2 separate regions of the Gossypium hirsutum genome follow, and region 1 is linked to region 2. The links are chromatin contacts, called in public Hi-C maps. All regions are on one chromosome and are shown on one strand. Each heading gives the region's core, a stretch centred on a gene start, on an enhancer-like site or on the middle of the called end of the contact. The rest is flanking DNA. Distances are from core to core; before and after follow the strand shown.

Evidence for each region. Hi-C and Micro-C count contacts between places; a contact is called where the count stands out from the background.
Region 1: a contact with region 2 is called in a Hi-C map of hypocotyl, with 3 times the contacts expected there. The contact joins the promoter of LOC107962820 here to the promoter of LOC121219938 in region 2. A contact is called at or near these places in 8 of 34 Hi-C or Micro-C datasets (callus, hypocotyl, leaf and 1 more).

What each region holds. Positions count from the first base shown.
Region 1 is chrD08:62,737,367-62,740,522 of Gossypium_hirsutum_v2.1, reverse strand. LOC107962820 reads right to left here and starts at 1,498. Exons shown (of 9, transcript XM_016899353.2): 1 at 1,414-1,498; 2 at 1-428. The coding sequence starts at 1,455.
Region 2 is chrD08:62,574,569-62,577,902 of Gossypium_hirsutum_v2.1, reverse strand. It overlaps LOC121219938 (zinc finger HIT domain-containing protein 3), which reads left to right and starts at 1,952. Exons shown (of 8, transcript XM_041098753.1): 1 at 1,952-2,348; 2 at 3,023-3,110; 3 at 3,200-3,231. The coding sequence starts at 3,031.

The DNA of each region.
Region 1 (3,156 bases), core at 249-2,748, 160 kb before region 2:
GCTCCCTGCCCACCAAAGTTGCTGGAACTAGTAGTGTCACATACATTACTGGGTGTAGTAGCTGGTGCGGAGACATTCAGATGGCTCCAATCACAATTCAATTCACCGAAAGCCTTCCTTGCCACTTGTCCAATATCATCATCTTCCTTCTGGTATTTACTTAATTTTTCAACACAAGACCCATTTTCACTCTCTCTAAAAGACCCTTGCGCAGAAGAAAAATCAGAAAGATCAGAAACACACTCAGAATCCATTCTTTTCAACCCAAGAATTTGGGCTAGATCCTGATACATCAGCTCTTGGTTCTGGTTTTGGTTTTGGTTTATCCCAACTCTCTTCTCATGTATCTGAGCTGCATCTGGTATAGCAGGAATCCCTCTTGTGCCAACACATTCCTTAAGAAACTCCACGGAGAATTCCTCACCTGTCTGTACAGAGATATTATAATTATTTACATTCTTTGCTATACAGGGAACAGCAGATGTATATTCTTGCTCAATCAATTGATCAGATGTGTTAGGCGCCTCCCTGATCATGTTCCTCAAACAAGTTCCTGGGTCAATGTACTTGCATAAACAATGTCTTAGCTTAGCTCTTCAAGCCACTCTTTTCCAGTTCAACCCATCAACCAGTAAAGCATAATCAAGATATTCTCATTTCAGCTAACATTCACAACCTCTCAGTCAAAATCTAGTATTCCCCTATGCATTACCTCCAAGTAATAATAGCTTAAACATCAAATCAAAACCAACAGACTTTCACACATCAGTAACTTCCTATCTCTACTATTTGCATCCCAATTTGCCTCAATCATGTAACAAAAGGAAGATCACTTCCACTTTTACATAAATTAGGTACAATTTATTCACAATATATTAGCATCTCTCGATCCAAGGCCAAATTTTAGCTAAATTTCTAAGTATGCAAATGCCTCTCTCGTCTACAGATTCCAGAATCAATCAGATCACCTTAGATCCAAACGAAGAAATATGCAAAACCAATCTAAAAACGAAAAACAAAACACTAAAATCTTATGTTTCAAGATCGTCGCTCAGGATTACGTATACCGAAACCTAAAAAAAAAAAAAACAGCAAATATATATAAAAAAAAAACATAATCAGCAAAGTTTCAACCGAAATTCAGTGGCATATCCATCAAAATTTTAAAAATATTAAACGAAATTACAACAAAATTAAAATAACAGTACCAGAAAATTCATCTGCTTCATAAAATCCATGTTTTGAGTCCTTGAGCTGACAATTTTTTTAGATTGGATCGAGAGAGGCAAACATTACAAAAAGAAAATAAACCAAAAAAAAAGCCTATAGAAGAAAAAAAAGTAGAAAAATAAAAGGAAAATAAATGATAAAAGATGAGAAATTGGAAATGGTGGAGAAGAGAGCGAAGCTTACGGCTGCAACTGGTGACATTCTTGAGCCTGCGAGAGCAGACATTGCCGAGAATTAAGCTTTCGCGTTAAAATTAATAATATTATTATAATAATAAATAAATATTAATTAGTTAAAATATTATTTTCTTTTAACCATTTTTCAGTTTTAAGTAACTTAACGGTTTTTTTCTAGGTATATTATAAAATAAGATGTAATATTATAATTATATTATATCCTACGTGGAGTTTTGGTATTTGAAAGGATTAATATACCATTTGGTACTTGATTTTGACATAAATATTTAATTTGGTACCTAAGTTTATTTTTGTCCCAATTTGGTACTTGAGTCTGGCTTTAATATTTGCTTTAGTACCTTGAATTTTTTTTTTCAGTTTGATACTTGAGTTTTGTTTCCCAGTTAAATACCTGAGTTTGACTTTAATATTCAATTTAGTATTTGAGATTTTTTTTATCTCAATCAAATACCTATGATGTTGTTTATTAGAGCATACATGTCAAATATTCATCAAACCATATGATATTGTTTGGTCTAAGTACCTAATTGAACATTGAAACCAAATTCAGATACTAAAATGAGAAACTTAGGTATCAATTTGAACATTAAAAATATATTCAGATACTAAATAGTATATTAACCCTATTTGGAAAAATTTGCTTCCCTGTCCTTTTCACAAGTTCACCCTCCCAAATATTTTGAATTTTTCTTTATAAAGTATATCTTTCTTTGGTTTGGCATATAATATATATTATTTAATCTTAAAACAGGAAAGGTTACTATAAATCTCATCCAAATATAATATATGTTATTTTTCTAATAAATCTTACAATTAGAGTTTTATCAAATATACATAAATATAGATTGAGTCTTAATTCGATTGGTATAATTATTGTTGTCAATGTAAGATGACTTTGTTTCAAGCCTTTTGAAGCATATTATATTCTTATTTATAGGTTGGGGAGGAATTATGGGTACTGAAGCATATTATTCTCTTATTTATAGGTTGATGAAGAGTTATGAGTAGTTTTAGACATTATCTCAAACAAAATAAATATGAGCAGAACTTATAATATGATTTTGACACATAAATAAACTTGTGAATAAGTTTTATTTGTGTTTATTTTATTTAATAAACAAATCTGAAAAGCTTATTCTTACATGTTTATTTAATTCGATAAAATAAGAAAAACATGGACAAATGAAAATGGAATTATTCGTAAGGGTGAGACGAAACCTAGGAAGAAATAATTGGCCTTAAACTGGACGGCAGAGATTGTCGTTGCTGCCATGATTTTCTTTAGCACCAACCAACCTCTTCCACAAGTTTTACAATGATGTTATACGACAACGCTTTGTTCTATTGATATAGTTGTCCACGTCCTTATGACATCACTTCGTTGTCCTCCACTACTTCAATTGGATGATTCTTCCCAACTTGGTCTAATTTCATTTTTGTCCCTATTAGACATTAGTGCTTCAATTTCACAATTTTCCTTAATTTTAGTACCTCATGATATGATATTTTAAATTTGTATCATATCATCATTTGAACTTTTTAAGCGATGGCGTGACATAATATTAGAGTGTCATGACATCATATAGATTAATATTGGGAAAAAATATCAAGTTTAGTCACTAAAGTGGATAAAAAAATTTCAAGGACCAATTTAGAAAATTTTGTTAAATTTAATGACTAAATGATACTTTATCCCTTTATATAGTGTTTGCTAGGAGTGTTTATGGAC
Region 2 (3,334 bases), core at 703-3,202:
TACAAGTAAAACTAATATAAGCAATAATCAAAAAGAAATAAAATACATAAAATAACAAATCCAGTATATAAGATAATTAAAGCAGTTCCTAAAAATAATAACGAATACATGAATAAATAAATAAATAAATATCAAATAGTATAACAATAACAATACAAATAGTAGGAAATAAAATGTTCATGTATATATATAAACATATTTAAGTTATAAATCATAAAGTAAGTGAATGTATATATGTATATAAAAAGTTATGGAATACATAAAATATAAAGAGTATATACAAAATACATATTTTAGAAGTATAAAGGATATGCAAATATATATATTTATGCAAATAAAAGAGAATACATGTAAGAATGTATATATGCATGTAAATACATACATATATAAACTATAGTATATATAAAAAAAAACGTACATATGGGCACATATATACATATATATATAGAAGCAATTATATTAGTATAATAATAGTAATAGTAATAATTAACTTAAATAATAAAAGTGCTAAAATGCGGACTAAATCGAAATAAAAAAGAAAATATTGGGCGAATTTAAAATAAAAAACGAAAAGGACTAAATTGTGACATTCGCCGAAAGAGGGGGGACCAAACAGGTAAATAGACCATAGCCCCAAAAGGCAGTGCTGTAGTGGACCAAAATGAAACCAAAATAAAACTCTGGGGCTAAATTAAAAATAAAAGAAAATAACAAAAAAGGGGCAAATTGCAACGCGCTTCAAAAGCGGAAGGACCGCGCACGTAAATAACCCACCCGCACAAAAAAACGCGGACCCTGGGTCGCGGGTCGGGTCGACGCGCGGGTTATGGGGCTAAAACGGCGCCGTTTTAAATGCTATAAAAACTAAAAAAAACCCCTAAATCTCATTCTAATCTGCTTCAAAAAAAATAAGAAATAAAAAAAACAAAAACTCTCCACCTCCCCCCAACCATCCGAATGATGGCCTTCTTCGGCCTCCGCTGCGGCACCCCGTGGCCGGCGGTCAACGCCGAGAAAGAAAGGCCCTTTAGCCCTCGTTGCGGCGTCCTTGAGAGCCAAGCTCTCTCAACCCGCGAGAAAGAGGGGAATCCTCAACCCCTTTCGGATCTGAATCGGAGACGGAGGAGAAACCCTCCGACGGCGAAACCGTGGCGGTTCCCGTTGAGTCCCCTTTTATTTATTTTATTACTAATATTCTAAAAAGGAGTAGATAAAACAAAAGAAAAAAAGATCTTCTAAACAGAATGATAGAGAAAAAGAAGGGAAAACCTTCTCTGTTTTCTGCTTTGTATTTCTTTCTTTTAATGTTTTTTTTCTTTTCAAAAATCGGGACTCCCGATTACAGTGATGAAGCCCCCTATTTCATTTTACAATATTCAGCTTTATAGCCAAAGAAAGCTAAATTTTTTCTGTCTAGTCTTGTCTACTTCTGCTTTTCTTCTTGCGTGTTTGCAGGTGACCGTACGGCGATGGCAGGAGGCGTCAGACGCACATGGTAGCAGGTGGCGCGAAACTGGAGAGGCAGGGAAACCCTAGGGTTTTCTTTTTTGCTGAAATTTGTTTATGTTTTGGGCCGTTTGGGCCATTGGTCTCTTTTTTTAAATTTTGGGCTAGGTTAATAATTTTGGGTTTGTTTGGGTTAGTTGGGCCTAGTGTATATGTTTTGCTGGTATGGGCCCGGGCAAAATGGGCTTGTACAAAGACATTATCCCAAGCTGAAACTTGACATGCTCCCTCTTCAAGGCCCGTCATAAGGAAAATAAAAATCGAGATTTATTTGATCCAATATCAAATGTGAGCTACGAGTAAATAGAACAACTTTCAAAAATAAAGATATCGTTACATGAATAGTAAATGTATGAATGTGATGGACCAAAAAACCCACAATTCCTAATGAAATAGATAACAAAGTAATTTTACCCCCTTCTGCCACCCTAAATCAAATTGGCGCTCGATGTTGCACTTTGAGCCGTTGCACCGGGTGCTAAAATATGGGTATTTTGCACTCATTGAGCAAAGATGGGTTGTAATTGTATAGCGGTATGGTATCTGAAGGCAAGGCCGAACTTTGATTACGGACCCGACAAAAAAAACTTTATTCCCTAACTTATAAAGAGGCCATAGTTAAGGGTCTCTGTTCAATTAAGCCTATTAAAAACCCAAAAACCTAAATTCACGAAACCAAAATAGAAGAAAACATCCCTGCTGGCTGACCCCCGTGCTTCACCTCCGTCGCCCGTCGGCCGTTCCCCCTGCTGGTGCCAGCTTTACATTTCTCCTCTGTCCACCGGCTTCCGCCTCTACTCCTCATCTTTCGGCTGCCGCCACCGTCCGTCACTCTCTCGACGGTAACGTCTCTCCCTCAGTCGCTCTTTCTAGTTTCTGCATTAAAACAAAACTGATCTTGAACAACAGTTGAGACAGGAGAGATTAAAAAACAGCCTCCTTTTCCAAGTTCTAAGCATGAATATGAAGAAAAAAGAAACTATCATCCACTAATTTCATTGAATAATTACCGAAGCCCACAACGTGCACTGGTGTTGTTTTCAATGAGGATTGAACATTATTGGCTCCTAAGATTAGTTCTAGGATTGATTTCTTTGAATAGTTAAGTGTTTTTCATGATGTTGTGGGTTTTTCTAGTGAGTGTGCTTTGTTTGAGTTATGATTAGATTTTAGACTGTTTCTTATCCACGAATTTCCTGTGATTGATGTCTGTGTGGAAGTTTCTTCTTAGTTTCCAGGATTAATCTCGGTCTGGGATTAAATTATAATTTCAACATACTAAAGGGACTGAAATCATTATTAGACCACAATACTAACAAAAACTAACAAATAAAAGAGAAAAAAACCTTAGGAGTTTGGAAAGGAGGCAATCGTCTCTGCCCCGCCATCGTCTTACCTTTCTTCTTCCTCCAATCAATAACTACTTTTGTTTTCTTGGGTTAGTTTTTAACGCCCCAAATCAAACATTAAAAAGGTTTTTTTTTTTTTTTTTTTGCTTTGTTGTTTGGCGAAGTAGAAAAAAAAATGGGAGGTCCTTCACGGCAGTGTCAAGTTTGCAACCAAACTCAATCCAAATACAAGTGCCCATCTTGTCTTGTTCCTTAGTAAGTTCTTCAGCTCCCTTCCATTCTTTTTACAGTTTTCTTATTTCTGGGTTTTTATTTGTTTATTTTACTCTTTCATTTTTTTTCAGCTGTTCTCTGGCATGTTTCAAGACACACAAAGGTATAACACCCAACAATTCCTTTTAGTTCTCTTTTTTTCCCCTTAATTATTCTATTTCATCTTTTATTTCTTCATTTAGGTTGATAAATATTCAAATTTTGCT